Linked DNA regions of Sus scrofa: regions 1 and 3 are each linked to region 2. Evidence: chromatin contacts called from public Hi-C and promoter capture Hi-C data. All regions are on one chromosome and are shown on one strand. Each heading gives the region's core, a stretch centred on a gene start, on an enhancer-like site or on the middle of the called end of the contact. The rest is flanking DNA. Distances are from core to core; before and after follow the strand shown.

Evidence for each region. Promoter capture Hi-C pulls out the DNA fragments that hold promoters and counts their contacts. A called contact is a pair of places that touch in the nucleus more often than the background predicts.
Region 1: a promoter capture Hi-C map of liver shows a contact between it and region 2, with 2.6 times the contacts expected there. The contact joins the enhancer-like site here to the promoter of TMBIM1 in region 2. A contact is called at or near these places in 2 of 5 promoter capture datasets (fetal skeletal muscle and liver), 5 of 47 Hi-C or Micro-C datasets (alveolar macrophages, blood, embryonic fibroblasts and 2 more) and 1 of 2 datasets of contacts at active chromatin or transcription factors (alveolar macrophages).
Region 3: a contact with region 2 is called in a Hi-C map of epiblast stem cells, with 3 times the contacts expected there. The contact joins the promoter of SLC11A1 here to the promoter of TMBIM1 in region 2. A contact is called at or near these places in 3 of 5 promoter capture datasets (fetal liver, fetal skeletal muscle and skeletal muscle), 27 of 47 Hi-C or Micro-C datasets (alveolar macrophages, blood, embryonic fibroblasts and 13 more) and 2 of 2 datasets of contacts at active chromatin or transcription factors (alveolar macrophages and skeletal muscle).

What each region holds. Positions count from the first base shown.
Region 1 is chr15:120,490,023-120,494,583 of Sscrofa11.1, forward strand. VIL1 (villin-1) reads left to right here. Exons shown (of 21, transcript XM_001925167.6): 21 at 1,530-4,561. The coding sequence ends at 1,643. It overlaps USP37 (ubiquitin carboxyl-terminal hydrolase 37), which reads right to left. Exons shown (of 24, transcript XM_003133658.6): 24 at 2,530-4,561. Among named protein-coding and RNA genes, the nearest start is that of VIL1, 29 kb to the left of the region's middle. Within about 2 kb of position 1,524, at least 5 of the 83 cell types and tissues checked have an H3K27ac peak or open chromatin away from gene starts, as enhancers often do. A contact at or near this core is called in liver, where this site is marked.
Region 2 is chr15:120,362,413-120,367,087 of Sscrofa11.1, forward strand. TMBIM1 (protein lifeguard 3) reads right to left here and starts at 2,643. Exons shown (of 12, transcript XM_021076202.1): 1 at 2,523-2,643. The region is part of intron 2 of PNKD (probable hydrolase PNKD); the gene reads left to right.
Region 3 is chr15:120,431,209-120,435,700 of Sscrofa11.1, forward strand. SLC11A1 (solute carrier family 11 member 1) reads left to right here and starts at 2,892. Exons shown (of 15, transcript NM_213821.2): 1 at 2,892-2,905; 2 at 3,429-3,562; 3 at 4,407-4,492. The coding sequence starts at 2,899.

The sequences.
Region 1 (4,561 bases), core at 274-2,773, 130 kb after region 2:
TGAATTTGTTCTGTTGCTTTCTTAGCTTCTTCTTTTGCAATCTTCCCCTGCACCTCAGCTGTACTTTTGCTGCTACCTGCCACTGTCTCTAAGCAAAACCTGCTCCCACAGATAACTGCTGTTTCTTTTATTTTTTAGGGCTGCACCTGTGGCATATGGACGTTCCCAGGCTAGGCATTGAATTGGAGCTGCAGCTTCGGGCCTAGGCCACAGCCACACGGGATGTGAGCTCCATCTTCAACCTACACCACAGCTCACGGCAATGCCAGATCCTTAACCCACTGAGAGAGGCCAGGAATTGAACCCGAGTCCTCATGGATACTAGTTGGGTTAACCTGCTGAGCCACAATGAGAACCCCCAGATTAACTGCTGACACATTCACAGTGAAATAAAAAAGGCTGATGAGGTTTTAACATGTTGCCTTTTAACCTAGAAGCCAAGAGGGATGAAGGTAACTCTAATGGTAATACGCAGTCCCCTGTGTGCACAGTAGTATATACTTGGCAGGTCTGGGAGGGAAAGGTGACAAGAGGCTTTTACAGGATCCTTGGACTCACTCAGGGATGTGGGTTAGTGGAGCATGAATTGGGATCAGATGATCCAGACTTTCTTGAACTTGAGCTTCATTACCTGAAAGTGGGACTATTCAAATCTGTCAGGGTCTTTGTTAGTGCTACACCAGCCTGTGAAGTTAGACAACACTGGCTCTGTCCTACTCCCCTTGCAGTCGGCCTTCTAACTTCACCCAAAGCAAAGGAGGGCACAGGGCGGTGAGCCCCTCCCAAGGGTGATGGCTCTTGCTCCAAGAGCTGTGTTTCCTGTAACAACTTGGTCTTATACACTGACTTGTGCAGACTCCCTTCTAGGGTTCATGTGCTTACTCTTTGGGCCAAGCTTACAGAAAGAGCTGTAAATTCACTATTTGATAAGACAGATGAACAGATACCTTGTTTCCAAGGCTGTTTCACATGTAATATATTTTCATCCCCGTAAAAGGATTACAAAGAAGCAAGAATTAGCCTCTAAGAAATTCTTCCTGGGAGTTCTCTTATAGCACAGTGAGTTAAGGATTCGGCATTGTCACTGCTGTGGTACAGGTCAGTGCTGTGGCATGGGTTCAACTCCTGGCCCAGGAACTTCCACATGCCACAGGCATGGACAAAAAAAAAAATCCAGAAAAAACAAAACAAAACAAAACAAAAAAACCCCCAAAACTTCCATTTTTCTGAAGAGGAAAATTAAGACCTGAAAAGAGAAGCAACCCCAAATGTCTTAATTTTTATTTCAGGGCTAGTGTGAACTTGACCCTGATCCAAAAAAAAAAAAGTGCTCCAACTAACTCAGGGATCAAATCTTTTGGACCTCAAAATGTCATGCTCCCCACCCACCCACCCCAATCCCTTTCTTGGCTCTCACAACATTGCCCCTGTTTTTGCCCTTCATTTGACTTGGTACCACAGCTATGACTCATCAAAGCAAACTCTGGCAAGAATGTGACCTCTGCCCTCTGATCCATTTCCTCTTCTAGGAGCACCTGTCCATTGAAGATTTCACCAAGGCCTTGGGGATGACTCCTGCTGCCTTTTCTGCTCTGCCTCGATGGAAACAACAGAATCTCAAGAAAGAAAAAGGACTATTTTGAGAAGCAAGAGTAGTTGTGCTTAAGATAGTACCCTACCCTGCCTGCAGACTTCATTGTTATTATTGGTGTTCGTGCTACATACCAGTTGAAAATTTACATAGTACCTGTGAGCAGCAGCCTGTGGAGATGCCACTTTTGTTTAGTATCCTATTCCTCCAGAAAGATGATGCCTCTGTCAGAAGCCTGTGGTCCCAAGTTCAGCTCTCAAGAAGGTGGTTGCATTGTTTATTACTTCTTAACCATCCTGTTCAAGAGTTTTCTCTCCTTAGAAGAGCAGCCCACTCTACAGAACATTAGTTAGGAAGAACCCTCCTTAGCTTTTATCATGACTCACTTTTAATTATGGCAGGTGGGCTGAAGCATTTTGCAGTTTTTATCTTTCCCAGAGTAATGGCTTTTCCTTTTCACATATGCTTTTCTCAGGTGACAAGTAAAAGGGGACCCCTTCTTTGAAAGAGCTGAATGGCCCAGGCGGTAGCCCTATTAGGAGGTTTTGGAACGCTCATGAACCAGTACCCAGTGAGGATAATGTGCCCCGTGGGCCTCGGCTTGAGGCCTAACAAAAGTATGAAATGCAAACGCTATTTCACCGGCTCTCTGGTCCTCTTAGTAATAAGGCAAAGGAAGAGCACAGCTAAGGCCAACGCTGGGTTTACAAACTGTTATCAGAACCTCTGCAAAGCTTCAGTCTTCTCGGATGAAAACCACTGGAGGGGGGTGCTGACTTGGCCATACCTGATTTCCCATCCCACTTCCCTGACGCTGTAACAGTGCTGCTTGCTTGGACGTCCAAGTCAGAAGGCCGACAGAGGGTGACTCCCACAACTTCAACTGGTTAACTGTCTGCAGGAATATGTCCTTTTCAGAAATAACAGTTGCGCCAACACAAGGTTAATAAAGGCTTTAATTTCACACACACAAAAAACTCAATGCATAATTTAAAAAGGAAACAAAAACAAGGAAAAACCGTAAAGGGTACAGAGGAACAGTTCTGCTAAAACACAGATAAAGTGCCGCTCCATACAAAACAACATAAAGAATCAGAATCAAAAGTCACTCTGAACACAAAGAAAATCACCTCACAAATAATGTGGCCAAAGCTGCCAGCAAACCTGGTAGTGGCTCAATTAGGCAAAGTGTGGGAAGCTTACTTCTGTTCTCCTTTCCATAGCATAAATAAACAACACTGACAACAGGCCAGAGAAGTTGGGGATGGAAGGACAAGAGAGGGAGGGAAATCTAAGGACAAGAGGTGTGTACAACCACGGTGTCTCACTCTTCCTCCCCTTCTGCTCTTGAAACAGACCACTTCAGTTGATTGCTCTTCCGTTTTGGCAATGGACCTAATGAACTTTGGTCCTGATGCAGACCCCTCACCCACTCTATTCTGACACCAATGGACACGCCTCTACTTCAAATTTCTGCATTTTAAGAAAAGTCCAAATTACTGAAATCAACTGCTTGTATTCATACTGGCACATTTTCTATTATAAACTTCAAAACCTCAGACTCAGACACATGGAAAGGAAAGTTTACTGTGTATAAGTATGATACAACAAAAGAGACAGCCTGAGGTCTAGTAATCAAAGCATGCCATAAAGGAGTCAGTGGTCGTGATGAGACACACCAAAAGAAACCTGTCACAAAACTCTCAAGTCCTAACAAACTATAGTTTTCCAATAAAATATATATATGTATTTTTTCCATTGTTAATAAGATACTGATAGAGACAAAATAAGAATTTTAAAGTAATGCATTAGAAAATAGCTAGGGGCAGAAATCTGTTTAGTTTCTGTACATACTTAAAGAGCATTACTTGGTGTAAAGCAAGATGAGGAAAAAGATGGATCTGTTTTAGGAGGACACTCTTTAGTGACTTGCATCTAGTACTGGGTTGTTGGTCATTTTTCTAAAAATCTCCATGTATACACAAGATCCACACGTACCTGGAGATCCACCCCTGTTTCCCCGATTTAAAGCAAAAGACCACCTCAGGGGATCAATTAAACAGGGCAAAAAGGTTGGATGACTAAGAGCATCCACTGAAGTCAATTCAGAGGACAGAGAGGAGTAACATTTTTACTTGTTTTAATACAATCTCTTTTCAACAGATCACAAATGAGTTCACAAACTATCGTTTTTCCCTGTATGTATCCAAACCCCCATTATCTCTCCCCTCACAATGCTCAACTACACGAGACACTGCCAAAATGTCTTTAATTTAGGTGTTACCAAATAATTTTCATTATCAACTATATATGTAGCTGTACATATGTAGAGCTATATTAATATAGTTCCATAATGGTAATCACAGTAAGGAAGAATAAGTAAATTCATGAATTCACTTGCTGAGGTTTTAATTCTTCAAGTTTCTCTTTTAGAAGAATTTTACATTTGTTCAAGGAGAGAAATAAAGAAATGCCTAGTCTAGTATTTGCCTCCCAGAGTTAATGAACCGATCTTTAAGTATCACTGCATACCTCTTAAAATGTAAACACATTTATATTTGTTATTGAGCCATTAAGTTAGGCCTGAAATTAACAGACCATGGCAAGTAAACAAGTTGCTTTTGGAATCAAAAGATAAATAGAAGAACAATTCATGGATTTGCTTCTTATTCTATCCTACTGAGACAAAACTTCTGAGTGTGCACACACACATAAATATATTCCCTACAAAACAGAAGCTATCTTCTTATAGGCCTAAATTATAGTCAGGGCTTCTAAAGTGATAACAGCATCTGGCCACATGCAACTTTCCAATCCTCCATAATAATATTAGGTGATAAGAATCAACAAGTTTAAATTTTAGTTTAGTTTTCCCTTCCCCAAAATTTCAATTGAGATGAGTTGTGTACAGAACTAAGTACTGTCGATTTCCAACTCAAAGTCATTTAAAGTGATGTAACCATATTTGGT
Region 2 (4,675 bases), core at 1,393-3,892:
GCACAGGGCAGGATCTGGGTGTGGGACTGGTCATGACTTCCTCTCCTTCTACACTGCCCCCCTATTGTCCCACACTGCCCCCCTATTGCCCTGGGTCTCACTCATCCCCCCGAGCCTTCAGAGAAACAGCGGCACACGGCAGACAAGAAAGACTAAGCGGGAGGAAGTCAAGAGATTGGGGTTCAGGTTCTAATACTGCCACTAACTAGTTGTGGGAATCCAGGCAAATGACCTCCCATGGCCTCCTTTTCCCTCAAATCAGCCTCATTCAGGGAGAGGAAGGGAGACTCGATACTAGAAACAGAGTGGGAAGCTCGAATCATTCAGCCAGGCATTTCCTGGACTGCGGTAAAGAACACTGCCCCGGGAGATGGCAATGGATGAGCTCAGAAACAGATAAGTCTGAAATACAATCCATAGCGCCTTTTGGAAATGTACAAGGCACAATGGCAGGGGAAGGCTCTGAGAAGTTCTGCTGGGAGCAAACCTGTTCAGCTTTATTCCCTCAAACTTCCTTAAGCCTGAAACATCTGCATCAGGACACACCTAACTACCATCCTGTGGGTGGCTGACCAGGCCACCTTTGTTTTACAGGTAGACCTGCAATGATTCACGACCCAACTCTTCATAGGGTAAAACCCCTGCCCTAATACCCAGCCCCTCACACCCAGCCACTCTCTCTTCAGGGGTTCTCCCCATCCCACCCCCAGACAGCTGCTGTGATAACCTCCAACGTGGGACTCACTGCCAAGGGCTGGGGGACATCTCCAAGCAGCATAGAACCAGGAGGCTGCCATCCCCTGACATCACCTTTATGTAAGAGGGAAGAATACCAATCATTATCTACAAGAATAAGGACTCATTCTCTTCCTCCCTGACCAATGCACTGAGTACCCTTGAGGTACCCAGCACTGTGGACTTCTGGGTATCATTCCTACTTCAAAATAAGACCCAGGTTTTGGCCTAGAACCCCAGAATCTTCGTGTTGGAAGATGTGGTCAAGGCCATCCTCTCTATAGGGTTCCCAACAGAATACTCCAGAAAGGCCGCATCAGGGTTAGCAGAGGCCTTCCTCTCAGGGAGCTGTATGAGCTTCCACACTCTGGCCCTTCCTGGGCAGCCCCCTCTGAAAACACACAGCGTGTGTCCCTTCCCTGGGGCTTCTGCTTGGTCTGAAGAGATGACAAGTTTGGGGGATGGAAGCGCTCTTCCATGGGCAGAGGCTGAGCTAAGGTGGCTATTACCCAGCTCAGGATATGAGGTTCTCTCCAGACTTAAGGTGCACCCCTGTCATTACCTCTCTGACGTGCTGTTTTTACAGGTGAGGCCCTGAGGTCATAGCACAAGAAGGCAGGAAGTCAGGGCCCTTGACCCTGTGTGGTCCCACTACTTCTTTCTAAGTTATAAACCGGGTCTCTGGGTCCTCATGGTTGGAGAGACCAAGAGAGCAGGCAGGTGAGGAGGAAGTATGGCTGCCCCCTTGCCTCAGACATATTAGCCTCAAGGAAGGGCCTGGCTCTCCTGCCACCACTGGCCAAGCCAAAGGCGCCAGCACTGAAACCAAAGCTCACCAGTGAGATGAATATTTCAGAGCCCCGAGAACTGGACACCCCAGGGACCTTCCATGACATCTGGCTCTGACCCTGGTTCCCAGGCTACCCATCCCTCCCCATCCCATGTCCAGGTTTCTCAGGAGGAACTCCAATCCCTGGATACCACACAGAGGCCACCCTGGCCGGAGAGGGGATGGTGCCCCAGAGAACAGAAGCTGGTGCAGAACCCACAAGATTGGGGCCCAGCTTCCCAGCAGCCCTCCTCTACTTTTCCTGCCACTGTCCCCTGGCTCCACCGTTTTCCCCTCTCTTTTCCTGTTTGTTTTGCTCCAACCCAAAGAGGCCACGAGGAAGATAGTACTTTGTGAACCCAGCTTGGGGGCGGAGGTTAGAAGTGGGCCGGCTGAGGCAAAGTCGTCCTGACAGAGGTGGCGTCTTCCTCACGCCAAGGATGTGGGCTGCTCACGGCTTTCACTTCCACCCGGTTCCCCACGCACTCAAATACTCGGTCACCAGTGGACACCACAGCTGGCACCGGGGGCGGGCAGAGCCAAGCAGAGGCCGGGGCAGGGGCCCTGGGCGGCCTCCCCTCCCCCTCTCACCAGCCCAGGGCCCAGAGAGCCTTTATCCCGCGCACAGCTGGCCACCCTGGGGCTGGCGCGGTGGCCACGCCCTGCGATAGACACGCGCCAAGAAGCGGGGGACAGGACACCCTCAGACCCCGGCCACGATCACCTGTGCGCACAACCCGCAGCTCGGCTCCCCAAGCTAAGCAGGCGTCACTCGCCCGCCCGGGACGCACAGGGAAATCGAAACGCCAAAGGTGAGGGCGACAGAGCCCCACTCCCGCCCTCCACGCACTCCGAGAAAGTTTGGGGCCCCGTCCCAGGGCCGCCTCAGCCCCGGCCCGCTCCCCGCCGGCCCGCGGTGCCCCATTCCCGCCGGTCCCGAGCCCCCTGGCTTGCCTACCGCTCTCGACTGTGCGTTCCCGACCTCCCGGCGTCGCGAGTCCGGCACCACCCGCGCAGGCCTGGGCTGGGCTGGGTCTCCGCGCCCCGCCCCGACGCGCCGGCCCCTGGGGCGTGGCCTCGGGGTGCCGCCAGGGGGCGCTGGGGTCCGCCCCGGGTCCCGCCTGCGTCCTCCCGGGTCGTGCTCCTCCCCGCAAGAACTTTAGAGGTTTCGCATTTTAAGGCAGCATATGATCCTTGTTGGAAATTCAAAACACAAAAATGCATTTTCTTAAAGTATAGTTGATTTTGTTCCACTCCTCCTGAATGCCAGCGGCAAGCGCTTGCATTTTAGTGTTTCTTTGCTTATATAGCTCTGTGTATCACTTGTTTTTCTGGAGTGGGGTCCTATTGCACAATCTTTGTTGCTTATCTTTTATTTCACATTTTATCATGAACATTTTTCTTGTCACTAAGTATTCTTCAGAAGCATAGTTTTAACGCCTCAAAGTATTCTATCACATAGTTATGCCCATTTATAAAATCGGTTTCCTACTTTTAAGGACATTTAAGTTGTTTCCCATTTTCTCATTATTAGACATAAATCATGATGAACATTGTTGACAATTTCATGTTTTTAAGCCAAATGTGCTTTTCAAGTATAAAAACTTCAAATGTCCAAATGTAGAGATGGACGGAACTTAGATTCTCTGGCCCTGGGAACCATGGCATTGCCTGCCTGAAGTTTCTTCAACCAGGAAAGCAGGTGATTTAGGGTCAGAAATCCTGGGATGTGGATAACTTCTCTCAGTGCACAACGTTGGGTTGGGAGCTTTCTCCACCCTCCCAGCCACTAATGGCAGGATGTACTTGGTCGTTCCATGTTGCCGATAAGGAAGTAAGTTCTGGGAAGTTTTGAAACATTGCCGAGTTTACATAGTTCCAAAGTCCATGTTTTTTTTCCATTACGCCAAGGCTTCCAGTAGATGAACAGCTTTATTTAAGGTGCTTTTCTCAGGCTGGTAGCTACAGATCACACTGTCACTAAATGTCATTCACAGCCTGTTGACACTTTTTCTTTTTGAATGGCAGTCGGTGGTGACCTGACAAAACATAGCTAGACAACCAGGACCACCTGAGCATTTCCTGATTCCAAACCCATCAGTAAGCACTTTTCCTTTCTTTCTTTCTCTTTTTCTTTTTTCTTCTTTTTTTTTTTTTTTTTTTTTTGTCTTTTGCCTTTTTAGGGCTGCTCCTGCAGCATATGGAGGTTCCCAGTCTAGGGGTCTAATTGAAGCCAGATCTGAGCTGTTGTCTGTGACCTACACCACAGCTAATGGCAACACGGGATCCTTAACCCACTGAGTGAAGCCAGGGATCAAACCCACAACCTCATGGTTCCTAGTCAGATTCCTTTCCGCTGCACCACGATGGGAACTCCAATAAGCACTTTTCTTTACATTATTATATCCAGGGGCCAGTCCAGTTCTTTTCCAGACCAAGACAAGAAGGAGGAGCCTGTGCACTTATCTGGAAGCTCTGACATTAGTGGACCTTATAGCAGGCTCACTCTCCCAGCCACCCCATTCCTAGGGATCAAAGACCTCGATTTAGGAAGTCCCCTCCCAAAGCGTGATCTCTCAAGCAAGGGCACAGGGCAAGTACAATTCTGCTCAATGTCAGTTTCCCCCTGGAGCTCAGAACATGAACTGTGTGTTCATGAAGGGAGCCCTGGTGAACTGTGAAGCCCTGCAGCATCTGGCCGGGTCTCCTAACAGCCCCTGATGCTCTCTGCACTTGGGCCCCTTCTCCCAAAAGCACCCTCCACTTTCTAGAACTGTCAGAATGGTTCCAAGGGGAACCAGCTAGCAATCACACCCGCCCCCTGAGAAAGTGAATGTGAGGCGGTAGACAGACAAGCCCCACACAAGCCTTACTGCTCATTCTTTCTCCTGAGCCCATTTTTCTGATCCTGGGATCAAGACTATGTCGACTGAAAGAAAAGTGCACAACATAAAAGTGAGTTAAGTTTTTTGGGGGGACTTTCCCGAGGACTGTAGCCTCTCAGATAACACTGAGGAACTGCTCCGAAGAGGTACAGGAGGAACTAGAATATACACCATCTTTTTTTGCTGGAAAAAAATACGTGGTCAAGCATAAAAACATATACTCCTA
Region 3 (4,492 bases), core at 1,642-4,141, 69 kb after region 2:
CATTACACTCACCATGTTCCTAACTACAGCAAAGGCCCCCCAAAGGTGCAAAGAGGAAGACCCTGTCTCAGAGCCCTCCAGCGAAACAGAACCAATAGAAAAGATAGATAGGAGCTCCCGTTGTGGCTCAGCAGAAACAAACTTGACTAGTATCCGTGAGAATGCAGGTTTGATCCCTGGCCTCGTTCAATGGGTTAAGGATCTGGCGTTGCGGTGAGCTGTGGGGTAGGTCCCGGACATGGCTTGGATCTTGCGTTGCTGTGACTGTGGTACAGGCTGGCAGCTGCAGCTCCGATTCAACCCCTAACCTGGGAACTTACACATGCTGTGGGCGTGGCCCTAAAAAGACAAAAAAAAAAAAAAAAAAAAGAGAGAGAGAGAGAAAGAAAAAGAAAAAAGAAAAGATAGATAATAAATAGATAGATGATAAAAGGATAGCTGGATAGGAATTGACTCATGCAAGTATAGAAACCCCAAGACTTTGAGAAGTCCCAAGATTTGCAAGCTGGAGCCCCAGAAGAGCTAATGATATAAATTCCAGTCCAAGCCAAGTGTGAAGACAGAAGACCTATGTCCAGTTCAAAGACAATCAGCAGGGAGAGATTCTCCCTTCCTCAGCATTTTCCTGTCTTGAGATCTTCAGTGGGTTGGATGAAGTTCACTCACATTAAGGAGAAAAATCTGCTTTACTGTTGTTCCATTCAAATATTAACCTCCTCCTAAAAGCACCCTCACAGACACACTCAGAATAACCAGGAACCCCATGGCCCAGTCAAGTAGATACAATCAATCTGACTAGTATCCATGAGGATGAGGGTTCGATCCCTGGCCTCACTCAGTGAGTTAAGGATCCAGCATTACTGTGAACTCTGGTGTAGTCACAGATGCAGCTCGGATCCTGTGGCTGTGGTGTAGGCTGGCAACTGCAGCCCTAGCCTGGGAACTTCCAAATGCTGGGGATGTGACCCTAAAAAGACCAAAAAAAAAAAAAATCAAACCATCACAACTCCCCCCACCCCGTGCCCCCCCCACCTTCAGCCACCCCCACATGAGCCCAAGGTAGTGATTGCAAAGGTGCAGAAACCCTAGAGGTCAGGGATGGTGACAGTACCTTGAGCCACAGACTCGCACAGTGACAAATGCTGCTGCTGCTCTCTGCTCACTCACCCACGTTCACCCCTCTTCCCACATTTCTGCCTCTCCAGTCCCTCCAACCGCCCCCATCAATGAGGAGATGGGAGATGAGCTGCACCCCACCCCCGACCCAACATCCTGGGTCCTCAAAACTTTGGTTCAGGTTTTTGACTCAACAGGGGGCACAGCCTGGCTCAGATCTAGTCTGGGCATGAGAACCTGCCCCTGTTTTCTCTGGGTTCTAAGGTCCCAGACTTTGGAGTTGGAAACTCCGTGACAATGTGAGCTGTAAATCTTCGTGGCAGAAAAGAAAGGCTACAGGATAGAGGACAAGAGTGGGCATGGCAGAGAGATGGCTGTGAAGGAGGGGGGTGTGGGGAGCACAGGAGCTGGCAGCTGGTGAGCAGAAGAAATTGGGAGCTGAAAGGTCTAGAGGTTACAGACAGATGGATTCCTCAAGTGGAATCCAGCCCATAGGAACGTTTGTTTAGATTATACAATATTTTTATTTATTTATTTAGTCTTTTTAGGGCCACACCCATGGCATAGGGAGGTTCCCAGGCTAGGGGTCGAATTGAAGCTATAGCTGCTGGCCTGCACCATAACCACAGCAACACCAGATCCAAGCCACGTCTGTGACCTACACCACAGCTCACGGCAACACTGGATCCTTAACCCACTGAGCAAGGCCAGGGATCAAACCCGCATCCTCATGGATACTAGTCAGGTTTGTTAACCACTGAGCCACCATGGGAACTCCATAGATTATACAATATTGTTGAAACACTTGAGCCTGGTGTTCAAAAAGCATGTGTTGTATCGAATTCCAAGATTTCCAGCATCCTTGGCAAATCAGAAGATGTGGTGACAGTGGACCCCCATTCCCCACATGACAGCTGGCTGCAATTCTGTGAGCACTGCCCTCTCTAGAAGGTATGACCTTTATTTCGCTAGAGTCTCCACCACTCCCTATTGCCCTCCACCACCAAGGCTCAGCATCATTATCATTCCGCACTGAGCTAGCACTGTTTTTCCTGTTCCCAACCTGTCTCATGGTTTATCTTCCCTGCCTGGCCTCCTTGGACGCCTAAACTTGTGACCTCTTAACTAGTCTGAGCCCTTCATTTAACAGAAGAAATAAGCTCAGAGGCAGGACAGGATCTGGTGACAACGTCAAATGGATCCATGGTAGAAGCAAGACCAGAATTCCAGGACCCTCTTCTTCAGAGGACCTCCTTAGCCTGGAACTTCAATGCATGTCCCCGTGGCCGGGCTTGGAAGGTCTTTTCCTTTGTGGCACTCCTAGGTGGTCATGGGGACTCCCTCCCACCCATTAGGCCAACCTGCTGCCATAGGACCCAAGGTCAAAAAGGAAAAGGGCCTGTTTGTGTGGCGCTGGAGGGTTAGTCGTGTGATCTAGACGTGAATGCTCAAGTGGCAGGAAGCGTCTGAAATCAGAGCTAACTTGGGAGGCAGAAAACTCGGGGTTCCCGGAAGGGAGCCAGAGGGTGGTGCGAGGCTCACGCCAGGAGGGGAATGAAAGCCTGTTCTGTGGCCACCCAGACCCTTCCGTCAGAGCTGGCCACTTCTGCCTTTGGAAAGTGTTTCACAATGCCCCGGGCATGTGTGAGGACAGCCAAGTTGAGCTGAAGATGCGTAAAAGGCTATAGACCCACACACTCACCGGTTCCCAGAGAGGACGGGTGGACCAGAGAGCCACCCAGCACACCACTCACACAGAGAGCATCTGAGTCTGTGGTCCTCATGACAGGTGAGTAGCCCCCTCTGTCCAGGGACAGAGCCTGGATTGGAGCAGGAGGAGAGCATCAGGAGGGGCAAGGGAAGCCCCAGGTCCCCTGTGGGAGTCCTGGTCTTGACCACAATTCTGGACAGGAGCCTGGGGTCAGGCGCTTCACGTTGCCAAGGGCAGAGCCTCCCCCTGCCTCATCTCTGTGGGTTTGGAACCTCTGGGGTTTCCCTGGAAGCTGGAGGCAGGGATGAGACCAAAGGACACACACGTTGGCGTCAGTCTTCCCTGCTCAGAGCCCATGCCCTCTCCACATCCTCTGTGGCAAGAGGCCATCAGGATCTGGGGACCTCTGCATTCACATGGAAGGAGAGGAATCCAGAAGGCTCTGCTTCTCACACATCTTCTGGAAGGTCTGGTCGAGGGATGGATGTGATGGACTGAAGAAAGAAATCAAGGGCTCCTATTCAGCTGGGGCTTCATTTGCTTTCGCCCTGCCACCAGAAACAGGCAGGTCACTCACCAAGGCTCTTGGGGCCCCTGGCAGGTGACACAGGCCCCCCAAAGCAGAGCAGAACCCAATATGGCTCCATCTCCAGCTCACCGAGTCCAGGGCCACCACAAGTACCTCCCGGAGGGACCTACCTGAGTGAGAAGATCCCCATCCCGAATGCAGAACCGGTGAGAATGCTGGAAACTTCCTGGGGTCTTTTAGGATGGATAGGATCCCATGGGATCTCTCTGGCCAAGGGAGGGAGGTCCCCCGAAGACCAGGGCAAGTCCCTTCCAGATGGAGAGTGGTAACTGCCGTCTTCCTGTTTCTGTCCCCAGTGTTTGGCTGGGGTGCTGACAATTTGTCTAAAAATCACCAGGCAGCTTTTTGAACAAATCTGAACTTTCCTGGGAAGGGAAAGGGACCTGGGGTGCATTGAGATTGGAGCCTTGAGGATTTGTTGTAACTTTGAAGGAAAGGAGGCAGACTAAGGCATCAGGAGATGTGGAACTTGCGGGCTGGCTTCTAGGGCAGTGTTCCCTTGCATTGCCAGAATCTTTAGCAGATGCCCAGGCTGCCAGACCTAGCCCTGGAATGGGGGTGGGAAGACCCTAAGCTCAGGGGACTTCAGAGAGAAGAACCTGTGGTCTGAGAAGGGGCTGGGGAAGGAGGAGCTGGGCCACAAAAGCCTGACCCAGGGAAGCTCCCCTTCGGGCTCTGAGGATCTCCTGAGTCAGGGCTGGCGTGGGGTCAGATGTAGGCCACAGACACTGAAGCATCCAGAAAGCTGATCTGCCGTGACTCAGCAAACCCTGAGGTTTTCCCACCTGCATGCTCCACTCACCCGCAGGCCTGGCAGCTCCAGGAATGGGGAATGGAGGACAGGACTGGCCAACCTGGGCCAGTGAGCCCAGGGTGGGGTGGGGGTGGGGCGTGGTGGGGGGACTCAGCTGGGGGAGCTGGTCCAGGCCAACTGCCCCCACCCTTTTGCCCAGGACCTCTCACACTCCGTCCTCCCCACCCCGACCACAGGGCACATTCAGCCTCCGCAAGCTGTGGGCCTTCACCGGGCCCGGCTTCCTCATGAGCATTGCTTACCTGGACCCGGGAAACATCCA